2 separate regions of the Mus musculus genome follow, and region 1 is linked to region 2. A link is a contact called in public promoter capture Hi-C data. All regions are on one chromosome and are shown on one strand. Each heading gives the region's core, a stretch centred on a gene start, on an enhancer-like site or on the middle of the called end of the contact. The rest is flanking DNA. Distances are from core to core; before and after follow the strand shown.

The links. Promoter capture Hi-C pulls out the DNA fragments that hold promoters and counts their contacts.
Region 1: a promoter capture Hi-C map of liver shows a contact between it and region 2. The contact joins the enhancer-like site here to the promoter of Zc3h12d in region 2. A contact is called at or near these places in 13 of 39 promoter capture datasets (the 3T3-L1 cell line, 3T3-L1-derived adipocytes, the C10 cell line and 9 more), 5 of 484 Hi-C or Micro-C datasets (embryonic fibroblasts, liver and nephron progenitors), 3 of 115 datasets of contacts at active chromatin or transcription factors (double positive thymocytes, hepatocytes and liver) and 2 of 9 other capture datasets (embryonic stem cells and liver).

Annotation. Positions count from the first base shown.
Region 1 is chr10:8,088,036-8,090,872 of GRCm38.p6, reverse strand. No RefSeq gene overlaps it. Among named protein-coding and RNA genes, the nearest start is that of Gm30906, 87 kb to the left of the region's middle. Within about 2 kb of position 1,407, at least 21 of the 459 cell types and tissues checked have an H3K27ac peak or open chromatin away from gene starts, as enhancers often do. A contact at or near this core is called in hepatocytes and liver, where this site is marked.
Region 2 is chr10:7,830,930-7,833,822 of GRCm38.p6, reverse strand. Zc3h12d (zinc finger CCCH type containing 12D) reads right to left here and starts at 1,353. Exons shown (of 6, transcript NM_172785.3): 1 at 1,261-1,353.

The sequences.
Region 1 (2,837 bases), core at 158-2,657, 260 kb before region 2:
ATGGAGTCTTCAGATATAATTACAATATAAGTTAGGACGAGACAGACCGTAGAGAGTATGGGTAGTGTCTACAACAGGGGAAACAGACACACAGAGAGAATAAAGACAAAGGAGGAGGTTGGAGGGGTGTAGCACAAGCCAAGCTCCACCAGGATTGCAGGCAGATAGCAGAAGCTAAGAGAACAGCAGGAAACCCATTTTCTTCCTTCTGAACAAGAATGGACCCACTGACACCTGCCTGACTTCAGGCCTAGAAGAGTAGACTTCTGCTGTTTTAGCCATCCTGGCCTTGGTTATTTGTTACAAGTTCTAAGAGCATGACCACAGGGATATTGGTGTTCCCAGAGCATAATCAAAAGAACCCTGGGTTTTGCCTAGAGAGAGCAGGTTGAGAACAAGTAGTAGAGCCAGGGACCTTATTTGTCAGGATTTGTGAAGATGCTAAGGAGGTGAGACAGAAGGAGAAGGGGTATCTCAGGGTCCCAGTACAACATTCTACATGTGTCATTAATGCCCCTGACCCTCTAGTACTCATTTGAGGACATGCTGCCTCAACTACTTCTGATGCTGTGATAGAATACCTCAATGTAAAACAACTAAGGAAGAAAGTTGATTTTGTCTTCTATTCTAGAGTTCATAATAGGGGCAGTGGGGACGGCTGAGGGGTGGCATGGAGACGTGGCACAAGCAGCCAGAGCAGAAAGCTGAGAGATCACACAGAAGCAGAGAGAACAAACGCGGTGGAGCTACAAACTCTAAAAGCCCTCCACAGGGCTCTACCTGGTAATGGTTCCATAGCATCCCCAAACTGCACCACCACACATACTGTAATCAAAGAGACAAAAAGAGAAAAGGAGAAGGAGGAAGATGCAGAGTAGGAGGACAAAGAAAAAAAGAGCTTTGCTCTAAAAATAACAAAACAATGCTCATGGTTCCTTCAGTCAGTCAGAGTTTTATAAGTATTTATGTGGCATGCTTTGCTAAGGCGCAGAGAACACAAGGTGGTCGGGACATGGTCCCTTCCACTAAACAAGTACCAGAAGCTCAGGAAGATAGGTTGATCTAACACTGTTTTGTAATAGGAAACACACGAGTACTATCCCCACAGCTAGAAGGGACTCTGATTCTAACCAATACTGTTGGAGTTTTTAGGGGAGACTCTGTGTAAGAGAAGAGGTAAACTGAGTCCCAACTGAGCTGTGAAGTGAGAGCTTGTTTCATGGTAAGCAAGAGAACTGGACTTTGTCCACTAAACTGAAGACAGCTGGAGGAGAGCCAACACAATAGCGTGGGACCTGTCAGAAGCCACAATGTCTCACTTTCCATCTCTCTGCTTCAGCCAAGCTCCAACCTAGCTGGGATAATCGAGCTTCGGGAGCCTTTCTACTAGGAGACCGTGTCTTCACTGAGGCTATTATTCTGAAGTCAGCAGCCCGTGAAATTGTGCGTCCCTGCCTTCCACCGTTCAGTGGAAAGGAATCCATGCTGCTTTGTGGCGCTCTCTCTAGGCACTTCAACAGTGTTTTATCGAGCTGGTGGGTGCAATTTCTTCCTTATCACACTGGTAAGAAATGGAAATTCTGCCAGAGTCCTGAATTGATTTTGATATGTGTCCCCATGTAAGAGTTTTCAACACGAAAGGCTTTGAGACCACTCTGAAAGTTTTCCAGAAGTAAGTCTGCCTTTTGGATGTCTATGGGTCAGTGTTGCTATTTTAAATTATGAAAATGTTTTTTTTCCTATGAAAGAAATGATAAGTTTATAACACTCCATCTTTGTGTGTTTATCCACCCGGGTGTTTTCATCAGGGCCCAAAGGGAAGAGTTGAGAGCACCCTCTGCTCTCAATTATAGCACACCCTGATATGTGTTTTTCTTGTGCTCGGTAAAGTGTATCAATGAATTACAGCACCTAAGTTCAACTAAACAGACCCTGTCAAAGCAGGATTTCAAAACTCAAGGACAGTGACTCACATGAAAGAAAGTCAACAACAGAGAAAACAGACCCTGCCAACCATTACTTGAACCCTTTCTAGACTACAGAACTAGTCCATAGCACGCACACACACACACACACACACACACACACACAATCATCTTTTTTACCCCTGGGAGGATTATAATTGAAAAGGCTTAGGGCTTTTTGTCTTTTTGATGTTATTTAGCACTAAAATAAATTTTGTTCCTACTAGAATCTACTCATCCACCTGACTTAGAGAATTCTCTGCTAAGCAGTTGAAAGTTAGTATCAGTTGCCTACTGCTGCTCTAACAAATCACACAAAGCGATACAAAGTATCCAAGTGCATAGGTTGGAGAGCTTCAAATCAAGGCGCTGCTGGGCTGTGGTTTTTGTAGACTTTCTAGGAAAAAGCCTTTTAAAACTTCCAGAGACTGCTGACCTTTCGTGCTGTGTGGCTTCTTCCTCTGTCTCAGAGACCAGCAACATACCATCTCCAAGTCAGTCTCTGTGCCCCTAACCTGTAGAGAGATCATCTTATGTATTGCACAGATGCCTCATCTGTTAATTAAAAAGGTCTATGGCTTAGGCAGGAAATAGAAGTGGGACATCTGGAGGAGAAAGAATTCTGGAAGAGAAGGAGGTAGGGAGAGGAGCCCCAAAAGAGGTGAAGAGACAGAGGTGTGGTACCTGATCACAGCCATGTGGCAAAATGTAGGTGAAAATAAATGGGTATCTTTAGTTTTGATATAGTCAGAGTAGAACCTAGCTATATAGCCAAGATATTTGTAAAAGTATTTTGAGTCTGAGTCTTATTTCTGAGAGCACGGGACTGGGAAGCAGAATTAGGACTTAACTTCAACAGGAACCCATATTCCT
Region 2 (2,893 bases), core at 104-2,603:
GAGTTTGAGGAAGTCACAGAGACTCTAAGATTTCATCCCACAGGGCTGATTTTTTTTTTTTAAGCCTGCTCACTTCTGCCTTTTTAAAAGAGAATTTGTAATTTAAAAACTTATTGCAGAGGGCTAGGCCTGTATCTTAGTAGCAGGGTGCTTGCCTGGCTTGCACAAGGCCCCATTTTAACCATCTCTAAGCTCACCTGTATGGGTGAGTAGTCTACACTTTGCTCACCCATCTCCAGAACTCTCCATCCCTTGAAATCCATCCTCCTGAGCCCCCAAGCCCTGCCCTGCCCTAGCTAGTAGCCATCTTTCTGCTGTGTCCAGGAATCTGGCCCACAGGAGTGGGATCGCACAACATGTATCCTCTGACACTATTCATTCTACTTAGCTCAACAACCTCAAGCTCCTACCGTGTTGTGTCCAAATTTCCCTTTTGTTTGAGGCAGAATCACAACCCATGTGGATTATGAATCATAATCCATATGTGTGTGTGTTCACTCACAGGGGCTACTTTGGCTGCTTCTGTCTCTTGGCTACTGTCACTCAAACTGTTATGAACATGTTCTGGCCTGGACTTTTGTTTTCTCCTCAGACTTACTCCCTGCCACCCCCATCCTTCTCTGCTGCTATAGGTAACTTACAGGCATGCTTGAAGCATTTAGAGCCATGGGCCATAGACCTATCCTTAGGCCAGGTCCATATTAGCATCATCAGGCCTGGGAGAAAACTCCCTAATCTTGGGTGACAAAGCTTGGGTTTCTAGTTCTGCAAAGAATTAGCCATATCAGGCTAAGACCAATCAATCTCTTCATCAGTCTTGAGGCTGCTGCCAAAACTCCTGATCTCTCTCCAGCCAGGAAAGTAGACCCCGCCGAGCCACTGTCTAGACTGGTAGACACTTTAGTGAGCCTGGAAAGAATAAAGCAATGTCCACTCCTGAACGCCACAGCATTCAACGTTGCTACGAAGCCCGCAGATGGGAGGTTTACTTCAATTGGCTGGATTAACCCCCGTCCTCCCCCGTCACACAGAATGATCCTTGATAAAACTGAGCAGACCCTGCATCTAAAGGCAGTTAATGATGCTTACCGTATTTCCGTAATTTGAACACCTAACAGAACGTCTCAGGTGTGAGAAGCCAGGGTGTTGAGGGCAGTCCTGGCTCACACACCTGTCTCTAACATGCCCTTCTCCCATGCCCTTGACTGAAGTCTGTACTGTGCCTGCCACGTTAATTGATAGCAGGGCACAAGCACTCACCAGCAGGGTGTGTCCCTCGGGCTCTCACAGCAGACTTGGCCCAGCTGCCTGAGCCTTCCCAGTGCCCCTCTCTTTTCAGCTAGGGAGTGCTCTGCTCAGTCCCTCAGGAGTTGCTGGAGTCAGAGGAGGGCCAGCGCCCAGGCCACACCCCTGCTAGAAGCTGATCCAAGCCTGCGCTCCACTTCCTGCGCAAGGCACGTTCAGCTGCAAAAGGTACTTACACTTTGTGTTAAAGAGAAAAGGAAGAAGGCAGTGAGAGGTAGGAAGTTCACGCCTCCGCCCCAGTCAAAGCAAAGTACAGCAACCGTGCAAAACAAACGCGCCTCCTCCCGGGACAGCCAGGAGTCCAAGAGGGCAAAAGCACCGCGAATGGAATCGGAGGGTGAGAAGAGCTGCTAAGTTCCCACTCCTGGTGGCTGGGAAGCCCATCTGCTTGAAGATGCTCTAGGGGAAGTCGATGCTCAGCTGAAGAAGACCATAGACTGTCAAAGGGAAGCGGGAAGGGCAAAGACCGCCTCAAGTTGTTCATGGAACTTGGGCTGAGAGGATTCTGCCCGTCACCCACAAAGCCAGGAGTCTCAAGAAGTAATGACCCCCTGTGGAAAAAGGGCTCAGCGGCTCTCTTTACTGCAGTCCTACATGGAGTGAGTGACAGCTTTCTCTAACTGAGGAGCTCACATCTGATCCCAGGCCTACACAATGCACCATTCAGCCGCTATACATAGAGCAAGTACAGAGAGCAGACTCAGAATTCTGTTTCCTGAATTTGGGGTCTTTCATAGCAATGCAAAAAAAAAAAAAAAAAAAAAAAAAAAAGGTATAGCAGCCCACCTCCCACCAGATAACACCCCTAACAAAGACTTCTTCAAGGATATAGCTAAGGAGTTAAGCTGAGTTTTGAACCCGGGACTTGGGTCTGAGGAAGCAAGAATGCCCTGGCTTTCTCCTGGGTGATGGAGATTAGAAATCAGGTCCTCCTGATTTCTAATCAGGAGGAAAAAGGGCTCGGCGGCTCTCTTTACTGCTTGCACAGCAAACACTCTTACCCACTGGGTCATTTATGTTTTTTGAAACACCGTCTTTGTATGTATTCTAGGCCATCCTTGAGCATGCTATACCTAGGCTAGCCTTGAACTCAGTCCTCCTACCTCGGCCTCCCAGTGCTGAGATTAAAGGTGTGAACTACCACACCTAGCCTTGAGAGCTTAGGTCTAAGACAACAGGTCTCAGAAGCTCTGGGAAGATTATTAAGATGGACCGGGGATATGGGATATAAAAATCTTGATTTATAGGCCATTGAGATGCCTTAGCAGGTAGAGGCACCCATGGCCGAGGCTGATAACCTGTGATACCTAGGACCTACATGTGGAAGAAGAGAACCCATTCCTGCAAGCTGTCCCTTGACCTTGACACACACTGTGGCAGAGTGCACATACACACACACACACACACGAAATCCTAAAATTATGAGTAGACAGTGCCTCGGGAGCCTCCTCCTCCATATATGCACATGCATTCACACACACAGATGCACACATATGAACAAAAATGATGGTGTCAGCTGGGCAGTGGTGGCACACATCTTTTGTCCTAGCACTCGGAAGGCAGAAGCAGGCAGATCTCTGAGTTCAAG